Linked DNA regions of Mus musculus: all the other regions are linked to region 5. A link is a contact called in public HiChIP or PLAC-seq, capture Hi-C and promoter capture Hi-C data. All regions are on one chromosome and are shown on one strand. The core of a region is the stretch at or near the end of the contact, and the rest is flanking DNA. Distances in the headings are between cores, read along the strand shown. Region 1 overlaps Lgals9 (lectin, galactose binding, soluble 9). Region 2 has its middle 18 kb from the start of Lgals9. Region 3 has its middle 34 kb from the start of Nos2. Region 4 holds the start of Nos2 (nitric oxide synthase 2, inducible). Region 5 holds the start of Poldip2 (polymerase (DNA-directed), delta interacting protein 2). Region 6 has its middle 22 kb from the start of Lyrm9. Region 7 holds the start of Lgals9 (lectin, galactose binding, soluble 9).

Region 1 (2,700 bases), core at 140-2,639, 460 kb after region 5:
GAAGGAATCCAGTTTCCTTTACTTGACTCAATAAGTGTCAAAACAAAAGAACCCTTCCTGTGTTTCCCAAAATACATTTCAACTATAATGAGGAGGAATATTGTTGGGGCACAAATGTCTTGTTGGGGTGTTGGGGTTTAATGAGAATGCCCCTCCCTCCACCATCCAGAGGCTCATATATTTAAATAGTTGGTCCCCTGTTGATGGGACTGTTTGTGAAGGATTGGGAGGTGTGGTCTTGTTGGAGAAAATGTGTCGCTGGGGTTTAAGCTTTGAGGTTTCAAATGACCTGTACCATTCCCAGCCTCCTCTACCCCTCAACCCCGGCCTCCTACAAAATGCGAGCTCTCAGCTACTGCTTCGGTGTTGTGCCTGCCTCTTTGCTGCCAGGTTCCCTGCTGTGATGGTCATGAGCTTGTAAGCCCCAAATTAAACTCTTCCTTCTGTAAGGTGCCTTGGTCATGGTGTCTAAGGCGGGTCTACAATTTGCTCATGCTGAAGGGGCCATTTTAAAGTTGAAAGCTCTTTTCCAACTGTCTACTGATAGATACTTGAACTGTTTACCTGGGTGCAGGAACCTTCACTGGTCATGTCAGTCAGAGAACTCTCCCACAAAGCCCTCACCTCTCACCCTGCCCAACATGAGCCAAAGCTCCAGAGCTCCACAGGAAACCACTTACATAGGCTGGGGTGGGGTACACCACAGGAGGGATTCCAGGAGTCTGTGGAAGAGACACACGAGTGACACACACTCCAAGGGACCTTCAACAGCCAGCCCTCGGAGCCTCCCGTCCCTCTTCTCTGTCACACCAGCAGACACAGAACTTCCTGGCGTTTTTCCTGGAGCCCACGACAGTCCCTTGTCTTTTAGCCACTTCCCATGCATCCCCATCAACTCAGGGTCTCCCACCTGCACTGTGTAGGGGAAGGACAGATAGACTGGCTGTCAGTAGTGACTCGGTGGGGGTTTGAGCTTAGTTAGCAAGCTAGGGTCTGGGGCCACCACACTCCAGCCTGGGCAACTGGAGAACCAGAATGCCTGCCAGTTATAGTCCTATAAAGACTGCTTCTGAGTGTCTGTTGTCCCCAGGAGAGTTTGGGCTGTTCTTCTTAGCAGAGGGCCCAGCCCCAGCTTTCTCCATGTCTGTCCTAAGTACTTTGGTTCCAACTTTGTGACTCTAGGGAATTATGCCATTGACTAAAGGAAAGTGGTAGGGCTGTGAGGTAACCAAAAATTTTAGACTTACAGAGAACATCTGTCCAGGGGTGCTGTGAACCATATGGATGGTAGTTTGAGCCTGGGAAAAAAAGAAATGGTTTCTCACCGTTACAAGGACTACTACCTGTCACCAGAGGGCGCTGCATAATATCCACCCGTAAGCCTGAAGCTTGGACTGTAATCAGGCAGGTCTTTCACCACAGTCCCTCCCAGACACCCATATACACTAGGGCTGGGGAGCGGAAGATAGATTATGGTTAGAGTTATGCCCACCAGCCTTGCCAGTGCTTGGAATCCAGCTGTGTGCCACCACCATGTATTGTTGAGGGATACTGAGGATAAACTCAGGGATTTGTGTGCGCTACTCAAACACTCTACTCCACCAACAGAATTCACCCCCAGCATTGTTCTCTCTATTTGATCAGAGCCAGCCAAGCACACCTGCAGCCCCCTCCCACCAATATCCCTGAGGCCTGGGGGGTAAGGAGTGTGTGTTGTCTTGTCTGCCCTTATGAGGGATGCTGGAGCCATAAAGAAGAGGTTCTAAACACACACACACACACACACAAGCGGAGGACTTACCATGGGTGCCTGGTGGGCAGGACGAAAGTTCTGAGTCTGAAAAGGATCAAGGGAGGGGGAGGGTGGTTATCTCTGGGATCACATGGGGTGAGAGGTGACCTCAAAGTTCAGGTGTTGTCCTAGTGGTCAGTATCACCTCCTTCCTGAGCCTGCCGCACAGCACTTAAATTCTCACCCTCTCAAGGATGCAGAGGGGGTACCTGGCCCCCTGAGAGAGGACTCAACCCGCCTGGCCACATGGCTTCTCTGGGCCCACAGAGGTGTGAGCCACACTCCCAGATCCCCACTTGGTTAGCATTTAGCTTTGTTGGGTACTGAGCACACAGCTTCAGTGCTTTCCAAGGAGGCCAGCGTCCTTGACTCCCATCCCCCTGCTGAGGTCCGAGGCTCAGAAAGGTTAAGCAACTTGCCCTGGCTGGCCCAGGCACTGAGTAAGAAGATCCCAAGGGAACCCAGCTAAGTCACATTGCATCTACATGTCCCATATCCTCCCAGGCCAGGGTCAACATTGGGCTACCCTGCAATGGCTTCCAGATCCCCTGCCAGACCTAGAGTTAGTATGGCAGAAGGCAAGTGACATTTCAGGCCATCATGAACCGCAACTGCCTGAGTGACCACAGAGCTGCTGGCCTTTCCTCCCTACCCACATCCCACCGCCATCCCAGCATATATCCCTCCCTCCGTTTTTAGCTTCCTGTTCTCCCTGACTATTCAAAAAAAAAAAAAAAAATCCATGTTCTGAGTCTCTATTGCGTGCCAGCACCAAGTAAGGAGCTGGAAATACATAAATGAACAAACAAGCCCTGGTGCCAGTCTTCCAGGATTCCTGGGCATGGAGAAGGTGGGTAACTTGAAGAAGGTGCACATGCAAAGGATGCTGTGTCCCACACAGCACAAAC
Region 2 (2,700 bases), core at 92-2,591, 490 kb after region 5:
GAGTCCTGCCGTGAAAAAATATTGAGCATTAGTTACACCTGGGAGGAGTGCAAGCTGACTGGGAAGTGGCACAGGGGACCCTTCTGAGGGGAGGACTCCCATCAGTGAGAAAGGTGTTAATCACACTAGGCAAGAACAAGACCATTACCACCTTTTATAAAAAAAAAAAATTTTTTTTAAAGATTTATTTATTTTTTTTATGTATATGAGTACACTATTGCTCTCTTCAGACACAGCAGAATTGGGCATCAGATCCCATTACAGATGGATGCGAGCCACCATGTGGTTGCTGGGAATTGAACTCAGGTTCTCCGGAAGAGCAGTCAGTGCTCTTAACCACTGAGCCATCTCTCCAGCCCCAAGATTTATTTTTACTCATGTGTACAAGTGTTTTATCTGCATGCATGCCTGTTTGTGCAGCGCCCATGGATATCAGAAGAGGGTGTGAGATATCCTGGAGCTGGAGTTAGGGACCCTTGTGAGCAACCATGTGGATGCTGGGAATCAAATCCAGGCTCTTTGCAAGAGCAGCAAGCTATTAACTGCTGAGCCATCTCTCCAGCCCTAATATACACATACATGTATGCAATGTATTACAAATTGTGTAATATATTGCACATACATGTATATGTATGTATACACACACATACACGCACAGATCTTGCCCCACCCTCCATCACCACAAAAACCAAAATTCATGCCTTTCTGTATATGAGCAGAGACAGCAATGACCTAGAGCTGTCATCGTCTCTACTGTTATCCCATAATCTCAGAGAGGATTAGCCATAACCCAGAAAGCACCTAGTGAGGGACTGGGGGCCAGATGCCTGCAGGCTGACAGTCAGGGGTAACATGTGGGGCTCACTGCGTCACTAGGACAGGCTGTCCTCTTTCTCACTGCCCCCAGAAGCTCTTCTTCCAGCTTTTGGTTTGTGGGGACAGTGTATCATTCTGAAGCCCTGGATAGCCTCACACTCATAGCAATCCTCCTGCCGCAGGTTCCCAGCTGTGCCTCTTTTGGTGTTTACGTCTGTGTCTTGTACTCACTGGGCAATGTTTCATTCGAATGTTCACAGGGAAATCAAACCACTGTCACAATGTTTGAGCCCAATTTGAAGCAAGCTTTATTAAATACTAGCCAGGAGGATGGACACTAGCTAGGCCCATACCCAGGATTTCCAGAGAATGGCCACAAATGATGTTAGTAATTTTGGGCAGGTCAGGAGACTCCAGGTCCAGTACAGCATGAACCTGAAGTTCGGTAGGCCCAGCCTTCCTGCCTGAACAGCTGCTGAGTCATGCTTCTTGCCTGGGGAAATTGAAACTGATCCTGTGGGAAGCAGACACCTGGAGGGGTGTGGCGAAGGGAGCTAAGATTCCCTTACAAGGCAGAACAAGGACATAGGCTCATCAGGGTCTGCCCTTTGGTTCCCTCTCCAATCCTCCCTCCTTCTGGGACAAGTCTACAGGGAGAACCGGATGCTATGGAGAACTTCTTAAGGATATCAGCTGATTTCTGGGAATGGAGTGTGGGGGAGGGAACAGATGAAGCAGCTGCGTCAACTCTCCCCACCTTGAGGCTGTAACAAGCCTTAAGCAAACACATCAGCTGTAGCTAGGAAGGGACAGTTAGCACAATGTAGCTCCAGCCGCCTCAGCAATTGCAACCGGGCTGTGTGGTTGTAGGACATGGCTGGAAATTGACATTTTCTCACTGTTGTCCCCTCCAAGCTACACATTTAGGATGCTGTGAGGGCTAGGGTTTTGCTTTAAGTCTTAATTACCAAGCTTAAAGATCTATAAAACAAAAACCTCTCTAACTCATGAGCCCTGCTTGCCCAGAGACAGATAACTTCCTAGAATACTGGACACTGTGGCTCATTGGAAGATAAGAAGCCATATCATATATCTTTACTTCTGAAAGCAAGTCGGTTGGCCCAGCTGCACAGGATGTGTTTGATCAGATGTAAGCTGTAGCTGCTGAGGCGGGACGCACATCAGGATGTATGTTTGCCTCCAGTTGGACAAAGGCAGGAAGTATGTAGTCCTGTGGGGTTTGTCTTTATAAGCACCCGACTAACGTCATTTGTGGCCACTCTCTGAGAATCCTGGGTATGGACCTGGCTAGTGTCCATCCTCCTGGCCAGTATTTAATAAAGTTTGCTTCAAATTGGGCTCAAATGTTGTGACAGTGGTCTTATGCTCACCTGATTGGGTCAACAATGCATCTTAAAGAATGACTCATGTATCCAGCACAGACGACCATAGGTACTGGGTGCCAGGTCAAGGTTAAGGTCAGGGAGAAGGCCAGCTCCGGAGCCTCACAAGCCCTCCAGGAGTCTACTCTACCCATGAAGAGTCTCTGCTGGAGGGAGCGCCGTGCACAGTTCTCCCACCCTGGGATTAAGGGGATCTTTCCTTTCAAGGGGTAATAAAATAGAATCATTTGGGTTGGGCGTTATGGTGATGGAAATTACTACCTGCTGCGAAGGAAGTGAGTTTGCTCCAGGTCTGAGGAGAGTCTGTGCATGGAGCCTTGGCAGTTAGGTGAAACCAGGCAAGCATTCTAGTCTCAATACCTCTGTTTTCTCACTGTAAGTCAAAACTGGTGGCAGGTCTACTTCCGAAGGGGACTGGGGGTTAAGGAGCAGCTGGTTGTCAGGCGCTCAGGCGGCGGAGTGGGCATGCTGGGTTTTCTGT
Region 3 (2,700 bases), core at 174-2,673, 370 kb after region 5:
CAGAATTATGGGTGGGTCACCACACCCACTGGGCATGCATTTAGATTTCTGGATCTACTTGCTTGGGAAGCAAACATTTTAACTGACAAACCAGCTCCTGGTCCTCGTGACTGGTGGTTTAAAGCCAGCCAAGCCGCATAGCAAGATCTTGTCAGAAAGAGAGGGCAACGGAGAGGAGGGGGGATTTGATCTGGGCTTCTTAGAACTCAAGGCAAGAATAGAAATGATGACATATAAACCTTTCATGGGTTTGAGAATCAGGCAGAGCAGGAGGGGCGCACACTCTTTCAGAAGCACTTTCAGAGGAGCAAGCAGGCACCCAGCAGGTCACTGGGACATTAGACCACAGGTTCTTCAATTTTTTTTTTTTTTTTTTTTTTTTGCTTGTCTTTTCTTTGATTTCTTTAAGGGATTTTATTTTTCCCATTTCTTTTTTAAAGGCCTCTATTATCTTCGTAAAGTTGGTTTTAAGGTCATCTTCTCGCGCTCCAGCTGCATTGAAATATTCAGGTCTGGCTGTCATAGGATAGCTGGGCTCTGATGGTGTCGCACTGCTCTGGCTGCTGTGTTCCTACTCTGGCAGTTAGGCATCTGGATTTGGGATGATTGTAGGTCTAGATGCTGATTTCTGAGTTTGTCCTTGTTGGATGAGTGCTTTGCTCCTTGATTTCTGATTCCTCTTTGGTTTCCGTGGCATGCATTCTTAGCAGTTTATTTGAACTCTGAACCACTAGGGAATCTCTGACCAGGTTTGGGGCTGGACTTTTGGTAACTTGCTTGGCCTTTGGTGCAGCAGAGGGGGGTGGTTTTTGTTTTTCTGATGGGTGTGGCTTGCACCTGAGCAGCTGGAGTCTGTTCTTCTGACTGGTGTGGCCATGGGCAAGCCAGTAAGGTGGGATGGGATCAGGGGGAGAGTAGAATAGTCTTAGGGACCCAAATCTAGGGAGTGGGGCAGCTCAGCTGGCAGGGGCTCACTCACCTGCTCTTCTAACTGGGGTCACCTGAGCAGCTGGAGTTTGCCAGAATTGAGGGCAGGGGCTCCATCACTGGGTGGGCAGCCTCACAGATTCTCTTGTGGCCTCTCTTGCCCAGAGGCCTGATTGACAGCCTGTGGTTTGGTTTGGGCCTTACCATGGAAACATGAGCCTGTGGAGTCTAATGAGGTCACTCACTTCTAACTGATCACCCACACCAGGCCTGAACCCATGGCTCAGATCCTTTCAACATCAGTTCAGAGGCAGGCGGTACCTCAACTGGACTTCCAGAAAGAGGAGCTTTGTGAAGATAATACAAGACACCCAAAATCCCCCCCCCCCCCCCCCCCCCCCCCCCCGGGAAGCTTGTTTCTGCTACAGCTTGCACAATGCTGTATTACCCCGTGTGATGCTGGGGAGAAAGAGAAAGTGAAAACACCAGTGTGGAGCGCAGTGCCTGAGCAGAGGCTTCAGCTGGAGGGAATTCCCAGTCTGCTTGTTTTGGCATTGTCACAGCACAATCCTGCTGGGTAGTGGAAACCAGCCAGGCCTGACAACTCTAGGAAGAGTCATCCCGGCTCAGAGGCAAACATCCCGGCCCTAGGCTTTTCTTCCACCCTCACCAGCAGACAAGCTGGCCCAGTTGCAATGTTTGATTTTATATTCAAAGACAGAGTGTTTCTGGGGCACTCTGGCTGCCTTTTCTTTTGCAGCTGCTGGTACTGTGATTGCCTATGCAAAGGCTGAGTATCATAGCAACCCTTCTAGCAACCATGATGGGCATTTGCAGGGGGGTCCTCCAGCCTCTTTGGATTAATAAACCCTGCCGTTCACAAGGGAGGAGCGCAGAATTAAAAACAGATACCTTGCTCTCAGATCTCTTGCTCCTAGCCGCCCCTCCCTTCCCCTCCCCCTTCCTTTCTCTTCCTCCTTTAGTGGCAAGGAATTTAGTTCATAGCTCCATGTAGCCATCTCTTTTGAACTAGCAGCTGGAGAGATGGCTGAGGGATTAAGATCAAGGTTTGGTTCCCAGCAGTCACTTAGTGGTGCACAACTGCCTGTTATTCCAGTCCCAGGGGATCCAATATTGTCTTTAGACCTCCTCTGGCACTGCACATATATGGTGCACACAAATACACATTAAATAAGTAACATTTTTAAAAAACACAAGTACTAGCTGGCCAGTGCTCGTGCACACCCACAGTCTCAGTATGCTTGGAGGCAGAGGAAGGCGGATCTTTGAGTTCAAGGCCAGCCTGGTCTACAAAGTGAGTTCTAGGACAGCCAGGGCTGTACAGAGAAACTGTCTCAAAAAAAAAAAAACAAAACAAAACAAAACAAAACAAGGGGCTGGAGAGGTGGCTCAGTGGTTAAGAGCACAGACTTCCAGAGGTTAAGGTCTTCCAGAGGTCTTGAGTTCAATTCCCAGCAACTACATGGTGGTTCACAACCATCTGTAATGGGATAAGATGCCCTCTTCTGGTGTGTCTGAAGACAGCAACAGTGTGCTCATATGCATAAAATAAATAAATAAATCTTAAAAACAAAACAAAATAGATAAAATATGAGTACTAATGAATAACCTGAAATGCCACTGTGTATCCATATAACCAGATTGATGTGGCTAACTTAATCTCCTAGTCTTCTCAAATTAAAAAAAATTAAAATTTACTGGGATGATAACTTAGTAGTTAAGAGTATTTAGTTGCTATTCCAGAGGAAGAGA
Region 4 (2,700 bases), core at 149-2,648, 410 kb after region 5:
TGCCTAGTAGGCTAGGCTGGCTGGCCAGCAAACCCTAGGCATATTCCTGTCTTTACCTCCCCAGAACTTATTGCAAGTGTGTGTCACCACACCCAGCATTTTATCATTGACCTATTGACTGGTGTGTGTGTGTGTGTGTGTGTTTGTGTGTGTGTGTGTGTGTGTGTGTGTGTGTGTGTGTGTGTGTGTGTGTAAATTCCTTATCTCACCAACCCATGCCCAGCTTTTGAACTTAGGTCCTTGTACATGCAAGGCAAGCACTTTACCAACTGAGCCATCTCCCCAGCCCAATTACTTGATTTGTAATTCATTTATTCAATCAACAATTTATTTGTTCTCCCAACTATTGAGGCCACACACTTTTTGGGTGACTTAGTCTGTGTACCTCAGACAAGGGCAAAACACGAGGCTGAGCTGACTTTGGGGACCATGCGAAGATGAGTGGACCCTGGCAGGATGTGCTAGGGGGATTTTCCCTCTCTCTGTTTGTTCCTTTTCCCCTAACACTGTCAATATTTCACTTTCATAATGGAAAATTCCATGCCATGTGTGAATGCTTTATTGGAAGCATTGTAAGAAATTATAATTTATTCGTTTTTGTTTGTTTCTCAGAACAGGGTTTTTCTGTGTAGTGTTCCTGGCTTATCCTAGAACTTACTCTGTAGACCAGGCTAGCCCAAACTCAGGGATCAGCCTTTCTCTGTCTCCTGAATCCCGGGATTAAAGGCTTATGCCACCACACCCAGGTAGGACATTATAATCCTATATATAAGAAGTCACCCACACATACAAACACACACACACCACACACACACACACACACACACACACACACACAGAGAGAGAGAGAGAGAGAGAGAGGGAGAGAGAGAGAGAGAGAGAGAATGCCACTGAGAAAAAAAATAAAAAGGCTTCACTCAGCACAGCCCATCCACTATTCTGCCCAAGCTGACTTACTACTAGTGGGGAAATGCTGGTCAGACGGCATCTGTGCCCACAGCTTGCCTTCCATCCTTTCTAGAAAACCTCCTGATGAATGTGTCCTGGGCGTGTTGGAATATTGGCACCATCTAACCTCACTGAGAGAACAGACAGAAAGCCAGAGAGCTCCGTGCCCAGAACAAAATCCCTCAGCAGCTGCAAGCCAGGGTATGTGGTTTAGCTAAGAAAAGCCAGCCTCCCTCCCTAGTGAGTCCCAGTTTTGAAGTGACTACGTGCTGCCTAGGGGCCACTGCCTTGGACGGGCGACCAGGAAGAGATGGCCTTGCATGAGGATACACCACAGAGTGATGTAATCAAGCACACAGACTAGGAGTGTCCATCATGAATGAGCTAACTTGCACACCCAACTGGGGACTCTCCCTTTGGGAACAGTTATGCAAAATAGCTCTGCAGAGCCTGGAGGGGTATAAATACCTGATGGCTGCTGCCAGGGTCACAACTTTACAGGGAGTTGAAGACTGAGACTCTGGCCCCACGGGACACAGTGTCACTGGTTTGAAACTTCTCAGCCACCTTGGTGAAGGGACTGAGCTGTTAGAGACACTTCTGAGGCTCCTCACGCTTGGGTCTTGTTCACTCCACGGAGTAGCCTAGTCAACTGCAAGGTGAGTCTTGTGTTGGGGACAGCTGCTCTTAGGAGTGTCTTCCTGCTTGGGAAAGCCCAGAAAACCAGGCTTTCCCTTCTCCCCCCACCCCACCCCTCTTTTTGTGGCTGGACTGAAGCTGATATGGAAGGTGTAAGAAGCACACCCACAGAAGGGTCTGCCAGTTGAACAGGGCGTGTGGTCAGATTTCTTCTCTGCAAATGTTTACTGTGGTGATTACACTACAAAGGATAAACTTTCTAGAAAGCTCCGAATAGGCTGGGGGGGGTGGTGTTAATACATATAGCTTACTTTACTCATCTTTATGAGATGTGCCCTCTGCCCCACCCAGATCTGATAAGATGGTTATTATTAATCCCATTTTAGGAGTGAAGCAATGAGTTTCAGTTAACTAACTTGATTTAGATGAGTAACTAGAAAAACTCAGGGTAGGGTCCAGTTCATCGGGACTCTGAGTTTCACTGTTCCCCTTAGGTGGGTTCTTGTACCCCCCCCCCCCGTATCTTCCAAGTATATCTTTCCTCAGGGAGGGCACTCGCCAAGGAGAAGCCACATACTCTCAGGGCAGTTCCACTTTCTATTTCTTGTCTTTTTCGTAAAGGATATAATCTCAACTCTGGAGAGTTTAATGCTCTTTTATACAAATCATTGACTTCTTCTCAAGTAACAAAGAAGAAGAAGGAACATGTGACCTAGTGTCCTTGGCTCAGGATGCGTGATGACTCCCAAATCAAAGGAAAGGTGGCCAGGACTTGAGTGCTAGCCCCAAGTGCAGGTCCAGAGGGAAGGGTACTAATGACAAGTGCTTGCCCCTCTCTCTGGTCAGCAGGTGGCAGGAAGGGTCAGGCAGATGCACACACTCCTGTATTAGTGACCCCAGCTCCTGCCCACCTTGCTGGAGGCCATGGAGTAACTCCTGCCAAGAGAAACTGAATTGTCCTAAGGAAGCTTGTGGATGCTTGCTGTCCTTGGTAGGTGGCTATGTGGCATCCCAAGTTATCCCAAGTTTGGTTTGTTATGTGTCTTTGTAGAACTGGAGTCTGTCCCACAAGATTTCAACTCCAAATAAAACTGCCGAGTGCAAGCATGGAGA
Region 5 (2,700 bases), core at 190-2,689:
GGCTCAGAACTCATTATGAAACCAGTCTAACCTTAAGTTCATTTAGATACACCTAGCTGTCTCTTGAATTCTCATGTACTTCATCTAGACAACTCACAATCTTACTGCCTCAGCCCCTTGGGTTTCAGGTACGTGCCATGCCCAACCTTGTGATCATTTTCTTTCTCTCCTTGTGTTTATTCAATTATTTTTCATTTTACTCAAGATAACTTTCAACTAGGAAAGATTTAGGACAATTCCACCTAAGTATTTTTTAGTGTCATAGAGTGGACTTTAACTGTCAGTCTTCGTTACCAACCCTACCTCACCACTACCAATGGTAGGTTATTTCTGTGAAAATAATAGATCTGTCCTAGTCAGGATTGGGTTGTGATGCTAAACACTCAGCGGACACTGTATTAGAGGATCTTTTTCTAAGATTCTCTTAAGTCTAAATAGTTGATCATCTACCCTTTGCACTTCTGGCCAGGATATGTTAACTCTGGCAAGGTAAGTTACATGCCAGTTTACCCTATTCCCTACCTTAACATAAGTAAATAGGTCTGAAAAGGAGAAATGACTTCTTTACAATGTCTAGAACTACATGCGACTCAATCCAGATCTTTCAATAGTTTTTGTTGTTGTTACCGTTTCCCTACCCTCACCCCTAAACTGGGGCTTGCACCTTTACCTTTGAGATGGAAGGAAAAAAAATCACTTTTTCCAAACACGATATGCTCACTATTGATATATGGCCCTCAAATGGAGAAACTCAACCTGTCAGATAGTACTGGGCTACAATCTCGACTTCCTAAAAAAATTCACATGGACTTAGGTGGCACTAAAAGAGGACTCAACAAAATCTGAAAATACGTTTTGTAACACACTAAGAATTTTCACGGAAGTTAAGATGGAAGTAGTAAACCTGGGGTTTATGAGAAGGCTTTTGGACTGGATATATGAGAACTCGGTAGGCACTCGAGAGTGATGGGGGGAAAATACGCCTCAGAAGGGATTAGATCTGAAAAGAACGCGGCGACTCTTGAATGGGGACCGCTCACTTCTTTCTCTCAGGTGCTGATGCAGATCTCGGATGAGACGGAATGAAACCAGGCGCCGGGGTCCCGTGGCATTATCACTGCCCGCGTGTTTCTTTCCCAGAGCAGCCTCGAGCTGGGCACGCAGCTTCCGGGGGAGCTGCTCCCGTTCCAGTTCTCCGCCAGGACCCAAAGCGCGAACCAGTCGTTCGCCGGCAAGCAAGGAAGACGCCATTTCTGCCTCACGCTCTGATCAGGTGATCCCAAACTCGGACTTCCGCTCACAGGCGCCGGATGTAGCTGGAGGAGCCCACGCGGCCGCGGGGGGCGGGCCCGAGGGGAGGGGCTTAGGCGCGGGGCAGTGTGGGGCGGGGGCGGGACGGCGCCCCGCCGCGGGTCGGGCCCTGTGTCAGCAGCCGAGCGGGCGCTCGGGCGGGACATGGCTGGTTGTGTGGCCCGACGGGCCCTAGCAGTGGGCAGCCGCTGGTGGTCTCGGTCGCTGGCCACGACCCGAGGGTCGAGGCCACTGTGTGCGGTCGGTGGAGCAGGGGGCCTTCCGCCGGTGGCCACAGCGACGACCCGAAGGCATCTGTCGTCCCGGTGAGGGACGGAGAGAGGGGGCCAGGGAGCCGGGCCCAGAATCTAGGGAGCGTTTTCTACCTAGCTACTAAGGAAGCCAGGAGGCCTGACTCTGTTTGGGCAGCCGGAGTGCCACCTGAGAAAGGGTCCCGAGGAGAGAGCCGACACGGGCTGCTTGGGACATGTGCCAAGAGCAAAGAAGGGAGCACTGCCCAGGGCCCTGGCAGTGCAGGGCAGCTCCGAGGGAGAACAAGTAACGCTTCTTAGGCGAATCCTGCCTCCCAGGCTGGGGTCCCCGGCACCTGGAGTGGGCTGCCATTTAATACAACTACAGGGATCCCCGGGCCCTTTTGGGTCAGTGACTCTCAGAAATATGCTATTCTGTGGGAAACAAGTCGATTTAAGTGTCTACCTTTGTGGGTCCTGTTTCCATGTGACCTTGGGGAGACTGATTTTGCCCATGTGACTTGGGAAATAGGGGTTGAGGCTCGGGGGGGGGGGGGCGGTGTAAACAAAGCCTTGTAGGGATCAGACAGGATTGAAAAGTTGGCTATGAAGTTAACATTTCCAAAGTAACATTACAGTGCTTTGATGGATCCATAGCAAAATTAATCCTATTTAAAAGGATAAGTTGATGGAAATGACCTGATAGTGGTTAAGGGAGGTATTTGCTATTTAAGACAAGTAAATGTGAAAAGACACTGGGTGGAGACACGGCAGTGCTAAGTGTACTGTGTGGGGTACCTTTGAGAATCTAGAAATGCTAGGTCCTGAGGTCAGGGTAAAGACTTAGAATTTACAGCACAGTTGAATGTGTAGGATTGGGAGAATCATGCTGTGTAGCCAGATGGGCCCAGAACCTGTTATTTTCCAGCCTTAGCCTTAAGAGCCCTGGGATTACCGATGTGTGGAACCATTTTTGGTTCAGAACAATTCTTCCAAGTAGCAAATGCCAGGCTTAGTGAGTATACTGCCAAGCAGCAGTGGGTAAAAGTAGAGACAGAAGAACTGCTTGCCTCAGAACAAATGCTTTTTGAGCACCTCTTACACACTAGGCATGTCTCTCAGGTCCTTAATGGACTCAAGGCATGCATACCAGGAACTG
Region 6 (2,700 bases), core at 177-2,676, 340 kb after region 5:
AACCAAACAAAAGAGCATCCAGTATTCTTAATCTCTAAGCTGTCTCTCCAGTCCTAGTATAAGGTGTTTTACAAGGAAAAGCACTGAGTGTAGAGCCCTGGCTTACAGAGACTAGACTCTAGCTCCTGTACAAGGTGACAGTACAAGGCTCTGGATCTCATGGTGACAGGTCTCAGCTGGATTGTCCAAGGATTATAAGGGAGGGCACAGTGAAACCACCAAACTAGACCTCTCATGGCTAAAAAGAAAAATTTGCTGGGGACCAAACTGCCCAAACTAATCTCTGGGCAGGGGGCAGAGCAAGATGGAGAAAGGCAAGCAGATTTCCTACGGCAGTCAGCAAACATAGGGGGCTTCGAGAGATTCAGGCATTATTGACCAGGAACTAGATGCTCTTGCCTGACGTAGCTGACCTTTGTGGTAGATGAAGAGAGATCCTGGCAGATAATGGATCAAGGGAGGTTTCTGGTAAACAGAAACCTACCTTCTGGCTTGTGTTTTTCTGGCCAAAGTTCTTCTATTTAGAACGTTTGTTGCCAGGACTGCCATTGGGGTAGTGGTGTGTGTGTGTATGAAACTTTGGACCTGATAGCAATCAAGAAATTATTTTCCGCAAAGGCTGTTTAGAGGTTATGAAAGCAGACTGGTTTGTGGGAAATGGGAGCCAGTATGGAAAGGAAGACAGGAAAGAGAAAGAAAAAACATACACACACACACACACACACACACACACACACACACACACACACACACACACACACACACACACACAGCAAGAGACTTTCACATGCTACCTTAGTCCCCTGCCAGTGATTTTTTTAACCCAGGATGGCCAGTCTTAAGAGAAGTCTGCCTCCTGCCACTCTTGGCTTGAACACAGCAGGACTATGGCATCCTAACCTGTAGGACATTTGATAGCAAGATCCAAAAAGGACAAAGTCCGGTGCCCCAACTCAAACACCACAGGTCAGCATCTCATGACCTAACTTGAATGGGAATTAAGAGAGAAGAGGAAAGGATTCCAGGGAAAAAGTGGGTGTGTTCTTCCTACTCTGCCAGAGTCTAGAAACTCTGGGGCTCCAGGTCCACAAGCTATGGAGTCTGCCACTCAGGTCTCCAGTGCTCTGGGAATTCCCCAGCTACCAAGAAAGGCAAGAAAAGGGTGTGGTTTATGCACTTTGGTTTTTGGAAAGAGGAAAAGGGGCCGGTGGGGTAGAGGGAGGAAGGAAGGGGGAGAAAGATTGATTACCTGCCTCTGACTCTCCCAGCACGGGATTTCTGAGGGAATTTCCTTGGGGCCCATAGTCCAAATATTCTAACTGATGAAGGACATTAATGTCTCTAGGATGTCTCCTCTCCTGCTGGGGCCATTACAGCCCTACTCTGGGGAAGAATACAAGCACACCGGGGAGGTTGCCTAGCTGCTGGAGGAGATGGTGTCTGGAGGCCTGAGGTCCAGTGCATTGCACCTGCCCTGGCATTATCTCGCACACCCACCAGAGTCACCAGGCAGTTCCCGATCCCAGTGATCACAGAAACAAAAACGGAGGCTATGGTACAACGGAGCTGCCAAGCAACGGCTTAATTAGAAATGGGACTAAGGAAGAAGACCCAGCATGGGGCTGCAGCTGACAGCAAGCCATTTACCAGGTGGCCAGAGGCGGGCTGGGGCTTTGGGGACTGGGTAGTGCTTTACGGACTTTCTTCCTCATGGTGGGACTTTCCTGTGTATGACAGGTCAATGGCCAGCTTGTTCCTGCAGACATCATAGCACTGTCCTCTACCTGGTCGGGTTTTCCCTTGTGATAAGATATAAGGAAATAGGGGCAGATGTGCATCATACATTGTTTACTAAGGAGGAGAAAGACTCAATGGTTAGCGCTCTTGGTGGACTCAGGGCGTGAGAACTTTGCCTCTTGTTCCTGTAAGTGTCTCTGTTACTATTTTATCAGTGCTTACAGTTTTGATGTAGTATCAAGAAGACTATGTGGAAACTGAGGCAGGAGGCTGCAATGAGCTCAAAACCAGCCTAGATTATAGTTACTTTCTATAGAATAAGCTAATATGTAGCAAGCTTATTTCCATTATACTTAATTAGTTAGATTTTTTTAAAAAAACTGTTGCTTTGTGTATACCCCTGGCTGTCCTGGAACTTGCTCTGAAGACCAGGCTGGCCTCTAACTCAGAGATCCACCTGCCTCTGCCTCCTGAATTCTACCACCACCTGGCAAGACTTATTCATTTTATTTTATTTAATTAATTTATTTTTATATTTATTTATTATTATATATAAGTACACTGTAGATGTCTTTAGACATACCAGAAGAGGGTGTCAGATCTCATTACAGATGGTTGTGAGCCACCATGTGGTTGCTGGGATTTGAACTCAGGACCTTTGGAAGAGCAGTCAGTGCTTAACCACTGAGCCATCTCACCAGCCCTATTCTTTATTTTAAATGTTTGAGTGCTTGGCTCACATGCATGCTAAGTGTGCCATGTGTGTGAATGCCTGACTACAGCTACAGATGGTTGGGAGCCACCGTGTGGATCCTGGGAACGGTAGCTGAGCCCTCTGCCAAGAGCACCAAGTGCCCATCACTGCTGAGTCAATTCTCCAACTCCTATTTATTGTTTTAAAGTTACATTTTATTTATAATAATAACAATAAAATCATTGTTACTGTTATTGTTGTTGTGTTCC
Region 7 (2,700 bases), core at 169-2,668, 470 kb after region 5:
ATCCGCCTGCCTCTGCCTCCCTAGTGCTGGGAAAAGTCTACTTTCTAAATTCAAGTTGTCAGCTCTGCCTGGTGGGAAACCAGAGTGGGTGTATCATGCCCCTGTGACACGTCCTGCCCTTGAAGGCCCCACAGAGACACTGGACAGTCCCTTCTAGCTTTCCCATCTACCTTCCATGCAGGTCCCAAGTTAGAAGCCTTAACCCTGTGGCTGAGGACACTGGTAGCCCCAAGCAAAGCCCAGAGCCGTGCTAGATCAGGCTCTGACGCTGGGCTCTGGCAGCCAGCTCACCTACAGACCCTGCTATCTCCCACCTGCACACACGGCGACTCTACAGAAGGTTCCTGGGAGCATCACTTTCGTCTCCATTACTGCCATCTCCCCATGAGCATCCCCTCTTCTGGGAAAAGCACTTTCCTTCGCTGTCACCCACCATCTGAGGACATGTGGCAAGGCCTCGACCTCTCAAAGTCTCAGTGTCTCCACTTACAGTGTGGCTACTAAGCTTCCTAGTGTATAAACAAAACCACCTATAGACAGGGGGTGGAAAAAGGAGCCCAAGGCAGCCCTTTGCACCCTGCACTAAAAGACAGTCCCTACTTGCCTGTCTGCACACACTCTGGAAGTGTTCTTGGGTGAATTCTGATGTGGCCCTTGGAGAACAGAGGGGAGGGCTTCCCTGTTCCCCTCCCGTGCACTCCCAAGACACCTCCATGTTCCAGGTGCTGTTTAAACACCCACGTGTGCTATCTGCTTTCTCCTTGTTTTAACCTCAGGAGACAGACTAAGTATTATTTCCATTTTACAGATACAGAGAGGAGAAAGTACTGCGCGTGCGACATCACCTAGTTTGTAAATGGCTGAACAGAGATCCTCTCTAAGGCAGACACTTTAAGTGTCATGTGAATATCTGCTACCTGCTACCTCCCCCCACCCCCAACAAGCCCATCCACATCATCATATAAACCGTCTCCTTCCTTTGTAGATGCTACCAGGTAGCATGGAACAGGCACATGTTAATTCACCTCATAAATCATAGTGAGTGGCACCCTTGGGTCCTCAGAGGCACAGCAAGCCTAGCATGAGACACGAGCTGCATCAGGATGACCCAGCTGACATGCCTGGCATGTTTGTCCCTTATGTGCTGTCTGCAGGACACCCCACCCTCTATCTGTGCCACTCCGTTGTTTCCCCACAGGTCCAGAGCAACTTCCCCTGGATGTGGCCGTTAGCTTTTCCTCAATCACCCCACAACTGCATCCCACAACTCACCGGGTTAATGTATGGAGACTGGGCACTGAAGAGAGCCATCTCTTCTATCTCAGGGGAACCAATGCTCTCTTCCTCACTCGATGGTGGACGACAGAACTCTGCGCAGGGCAGGGCTGAGCTAGGAAACAGAAACCACAGCTATTTGGCACTTCTTCAAGGGGAGGAGCTCAGTGGCTGAGGGAAGTGTCTAGAGAAAAAGAAAGCTGATGTCAGGGTGGAGGGCTGGAGGTGGGACTCAGTGGGAGGACCTAGGACCAGTGGACACTGGGTGTTCCCTGCTCTGCCTTGACTTTCCCTTCCTGTGCTCTGCCCAGAGAACCAGTCACATGGCCAGCAGGCGTTCCTCGACAGCCTCGGCCAGAAGTGGCTGTGCTTCTGAGCCTGCTTCCTCACCCCATCTAGCAGAGCTGAGCCTTCATTTGTCCTCTGGGTGGGCATCCGTGGAAAAGACCTTCCTCAGACCTTTGTATGTGCAGAGAAAACAGTGCTCAGAAAGACCAAGGGGCAGCATGAGCAAGGTTACACAACTCCTTACGGGCACTCCGAAATCTCTGTGATGCTGTAGGCTTCCAAGAAGCATCTCTCCCTGGTGTGAAAGCTTAACCATGGAGAGCTATTTTGCAAGAAACACACCACCGCTGAGGTTGTTAATGTGGACTATGTGGGGGCCCTGGGAACTTCATTGCCATCTGCCTGTGAATTTGTCTGTTCTCCTTGTCTCTCCCCTCTGTCCCTCTGTTTTGGGGTAAGAAGAGGAAACATACTTTGGACACAGTAGAATATTCCAAGTGACAAGGGAGGAGACCCTAGGAAATATTTGAAATAGTTTTGAAGCCAGGAGAGATGACCCATCATGAATTCCCAGCATGCCTAGTCTACAACATACATAATTGCTCCCTCCTCCTTTCCTCCCTCCCCACTTCCTCCTTTTCTTCATGTAGACCAGGCTGGCTTTGAACCCAGTATGTAGCCAAGGATGGCCTTGAACTTCTTCTTTTTTTTAATAATTTTTATTTTTTATTTATATGTAAGTACACTGTAGCTGTCTTCAGACACACCAGTAGAGGATGTCAGATGTCATTACAGATGGTTGTAAGCCACCATGTGGTTGTTGGGATTTGAACTTTGGACCTTCATAAGAACAGTCAGTGCTCTTTTTTTTGGTTTTTTGTTTTTGTCTTTGTTTTTTGTTTTGTTTTGTTTTTGTTTTTCGGGCAATTAGCGCTCTTAACCAGTGAGCCATCTCTCCAGCCCCAACCTTGAACTTCTGATCCTCCTGCCTCTACCTCCCAAGTGCTTGGATTATACCTATGACTCACCTCTACCTGATGGTGCCGGGGTTAGGACCTAAGGCTTCCTATGAGCTAGACATGCACTCCACCAACTGAACTACATCACCAGCCTTTCCCTGCCTTAAACAAAAACACA

What was found. Promoter capture Hi-C pulls out the DNA fragments that hold promoters and counts their contacts. HiChIP or PLAC-seq counts read pairs in DNA pulled down with a chosen protein or histone mark. Capture Hi-C pulls out chosen DNA fragments and counts their contacts.
Region 1: an H3K4me3 HiChIP or PLAC-seq map of the SCID.adh cell line shows a contact between it and region 5, with 9 read pairs. The contact joins the enhancer-like site here to the promoter of Poldip2 in region 5. A contact is called at or near these places in 7 of 39 promoter capture datasets (the 3T3-L1 cell line, cranial neural crest, embryonic stem cells and 2 more), 2 of 15 datasets of contacts at CTCF or cohesin (embryonic stem cells and pro-B cells), 1 of 484 Hi-C or Micro-C datasets (embryonic stem cells), 21 of 115 datasets of contacts at active chromatin or transcription factors (the SCID.adh cell line, T-cell acute lymphoblastic leukemia, bone marrow-derived macrophages and 13 more) and 3 of 9 other capture datasets (adipose tissue, liver and pancreatic islet).
Region 2: an H3K4me3 HiChIP or PLAC-seq map of embryonic stem cells shows a contact between it and region 5, with 4 times the contacts expected there. The contact joins the enhancer-like site here to the promoter of Poldip2 in region 5. A contact is called at or near these places in 6 of 115 datasets of contacts at active chromatin or transcription factors (bone marrow-derived macrophages, embryonic forebrain, embryonic stem cells and 2 more) and 1 of 9 other capture datasets (liver).
Region 3: an H3K4me3 HiChIP or PLAC-seq map of bone marrow-derived macrophages shows a contact between it and region 5, with 5 times the contacts expected there. The contact joins the enhancer-like site here to the promoter of Poldip2 in region 5. A contact is called at or near these places in 1 of 15 datasets of contacts at CTCF or cohesin (the NIH/3T3 cell line), 8 of 115 datasets of contacts at active chromatin or transcription factors (the 230-238 cell line, the SCID.adh cell line, bone marrow-derived macrophages and 4 more) and 2 of 9 other capture datasets (liver and pancreatic islet).
Region 4: a contact with region 5 is called in a capture Hi-C map of macrophages, with 5 times the contacts expected there. The contact joins the promoter of Nos2 here to the promoter of Poldip2 in region 5. A contact is called at or near these places in 7 of 39 promoter capture datasets (the 3T3-L1 cell line, the HPC-7 cell line, cranial neural crest and 4 more), 2 of 484 Hi-C or Micro-C datasets (CD4 T cells and CD8 T cells), 10 of 115 datasets of contacts at active chromatin or transcription factors (acute myeloid leukemia, astrocytes, bone marrow-derived macrophages and 5 more) and 5 of 9 other capture datasets (adipose tissue, embryonic stem cells, liver and 2 more).
Region 6: a contact with region 5 is called in an H3K4me3 HiChIP or PLAC-seq map of the SCID.adh cell line, with 9 read pairs. The contact joins the enhancer-like site here to the promoter of Poldip2 in region 5. A contact is called at or near these places in 7 of 39 promoter capture datasets (3T3-L1-derived adipocytes, the HPC-7 cell line, embryonic stem cells and 3 more), 2 of 484 Hi-C or Micro-C datasets (bone marrow-derived macrophages and cardiomyocytes), 23 of 115 datasets of contacts at active chromatin or transcription factors (the 230-238 cell line, the HPC-7 cell line, the SCID.adh cell line and 13 more) and 2 of 9 other capture datasets (adipose tissue and pancreatic islet).
Region 7: a contact with region 5 is called in a promoter capture Hi-C map of hippocampal neurons, with 3 times the contacts expected there. The contact joins the promoter of Lgals9 here to the promoter of Poldip2 in region 5. A contact is called at or near these places in 5 of 39 promoter capture datasets (cranial neural crest, embryonic stem cells, hippocampal neurons and 1 more), 1 of 484 Hi-C or Micro-C datasets (liver), 8 of 115 datasets of contacts at active chromatin or transcription factors (bone marrow-derived macrophages, craniofacial prominence, large pre-B cells and 5 more) and 2 of 9 other capture datasets (liver and macrophages).

The regions. Positions count from the first base shown.
Region 1 is chr11:78,966,197-78,968,896 of GRCm38.p6, forward strand. Lgals9 (lectin, galactose binding, soluble 9) reads right to left here. Exons shown (of 10, transcript NM_001159301.1): 5 at 1,802-1,837; 6 at 1,248-1,298; 7 at 681-722. Among named protein-coding and RNA genes, the nearest start is that of Lgals9, 17 kb to the right of the region's middle. Within about 2 kb of position 1,390, at least 20 of the 459 cell types and tissues checked have an H3K27ac peak or open chromatin away from gene starts, as enhancers often do. A contact at or near this core is called in the SCID.adh cell line and liver, where this site is marked.
Region 2 is chr11:79,001,275-79,003,974 of GRCm38.p6, forward strand. No RefSeq gene overlaps it. Among named protein-coding and RNA genes, the nearest start is that of Lgals9, 18 kb to the left of the region's middle. Within about 2 kb of position 1,342, at least 150 of the 459 cell types and tissues checked have an H3K27ac peak or open chromatin away from gene starts, as enhancers often do. A contact at or near this core is called in embryonic stem cells, where this site is marked.
Region 3 is chr11:78,885,763-78,888,462 of GRCm38.p6, forward strand. No RefSeq gene overlaps it. Among named protein-coding and RNA genes, the nearest start is that of Nos2, 34 kb to the right of the region's middle. Within about 2 kb of position 1,424, at least 225 of the 459 cell types and tissues checked have an H3K27ac peak or open chromatin away from gene starts, as enhancers often do. A contact at or near this core is called in the 230-238 cell line, the NIH/3T3 cell line, bone marrow-derived macrophages and 3 more, where this site is marked.
Region 4 is chr11:78,919,389-78,922,088 of GRCm38.p6, forward strand. Nos2 (nitric oxide synthase 2, inducible) reads left to right here and starts at 1,399. Exons shown (of 27, transcript NM_010927.4): 1 at 1,399-1,607. RefSeq lists a promoter at 1-1,601, enhancers at 101-113, 409-676, 1,206-1,226 and cis regulatory regions at 601-620, 1,229-1,395.
Region 5 is chr11:78,510,857-78,513,556 of GRCm38.p6, forward strand. It overlaps Poldip2 (polymerase (DNA-directed), delta interacting protein 2), which reads left to right and starts at 1,440. Exons shown (of 11, transcript NM_026389.3): 1 at 1,440-1,616. The coding sequence starts at 1,456. It overlaps Tmem199 (transmembrane protein 199), which reads right to left and starts at 1,312. Exons shown (of 6, transcript NM_199199.3): 1 at 1,041-1,312. The coding sequence starts at 1,251.
Region 6 is chr11:78,847,530-78,850,229 of GRCm38.p6, forward strand. No RefSeq gene overlaps it. Among named protein-coding and RNA genes, the nearest start is that of Lyrm9, 22 kb to the left of the region's middle. Within about 2 kb of position 1,427, at least 26 of the 459 cell types and tissues checked have an H3K27ac peak or open chromatin away from gene starts, as enhancers often do. A contact at or near this core is called in the SCID.adh cell line and liver, where this site is marked.
Region 7 is chr11:78,983,506-78,986,205 of GRCm38.p6, forward strand. It overlaps Lgals9 (lectin, galactose binding, soluble 9), which reads right to left and starts at 1,419. Exons shown (of 10, transcript NM_001159301.1): 1 at 1,273-1,419. The coding sequence starts at 1,311.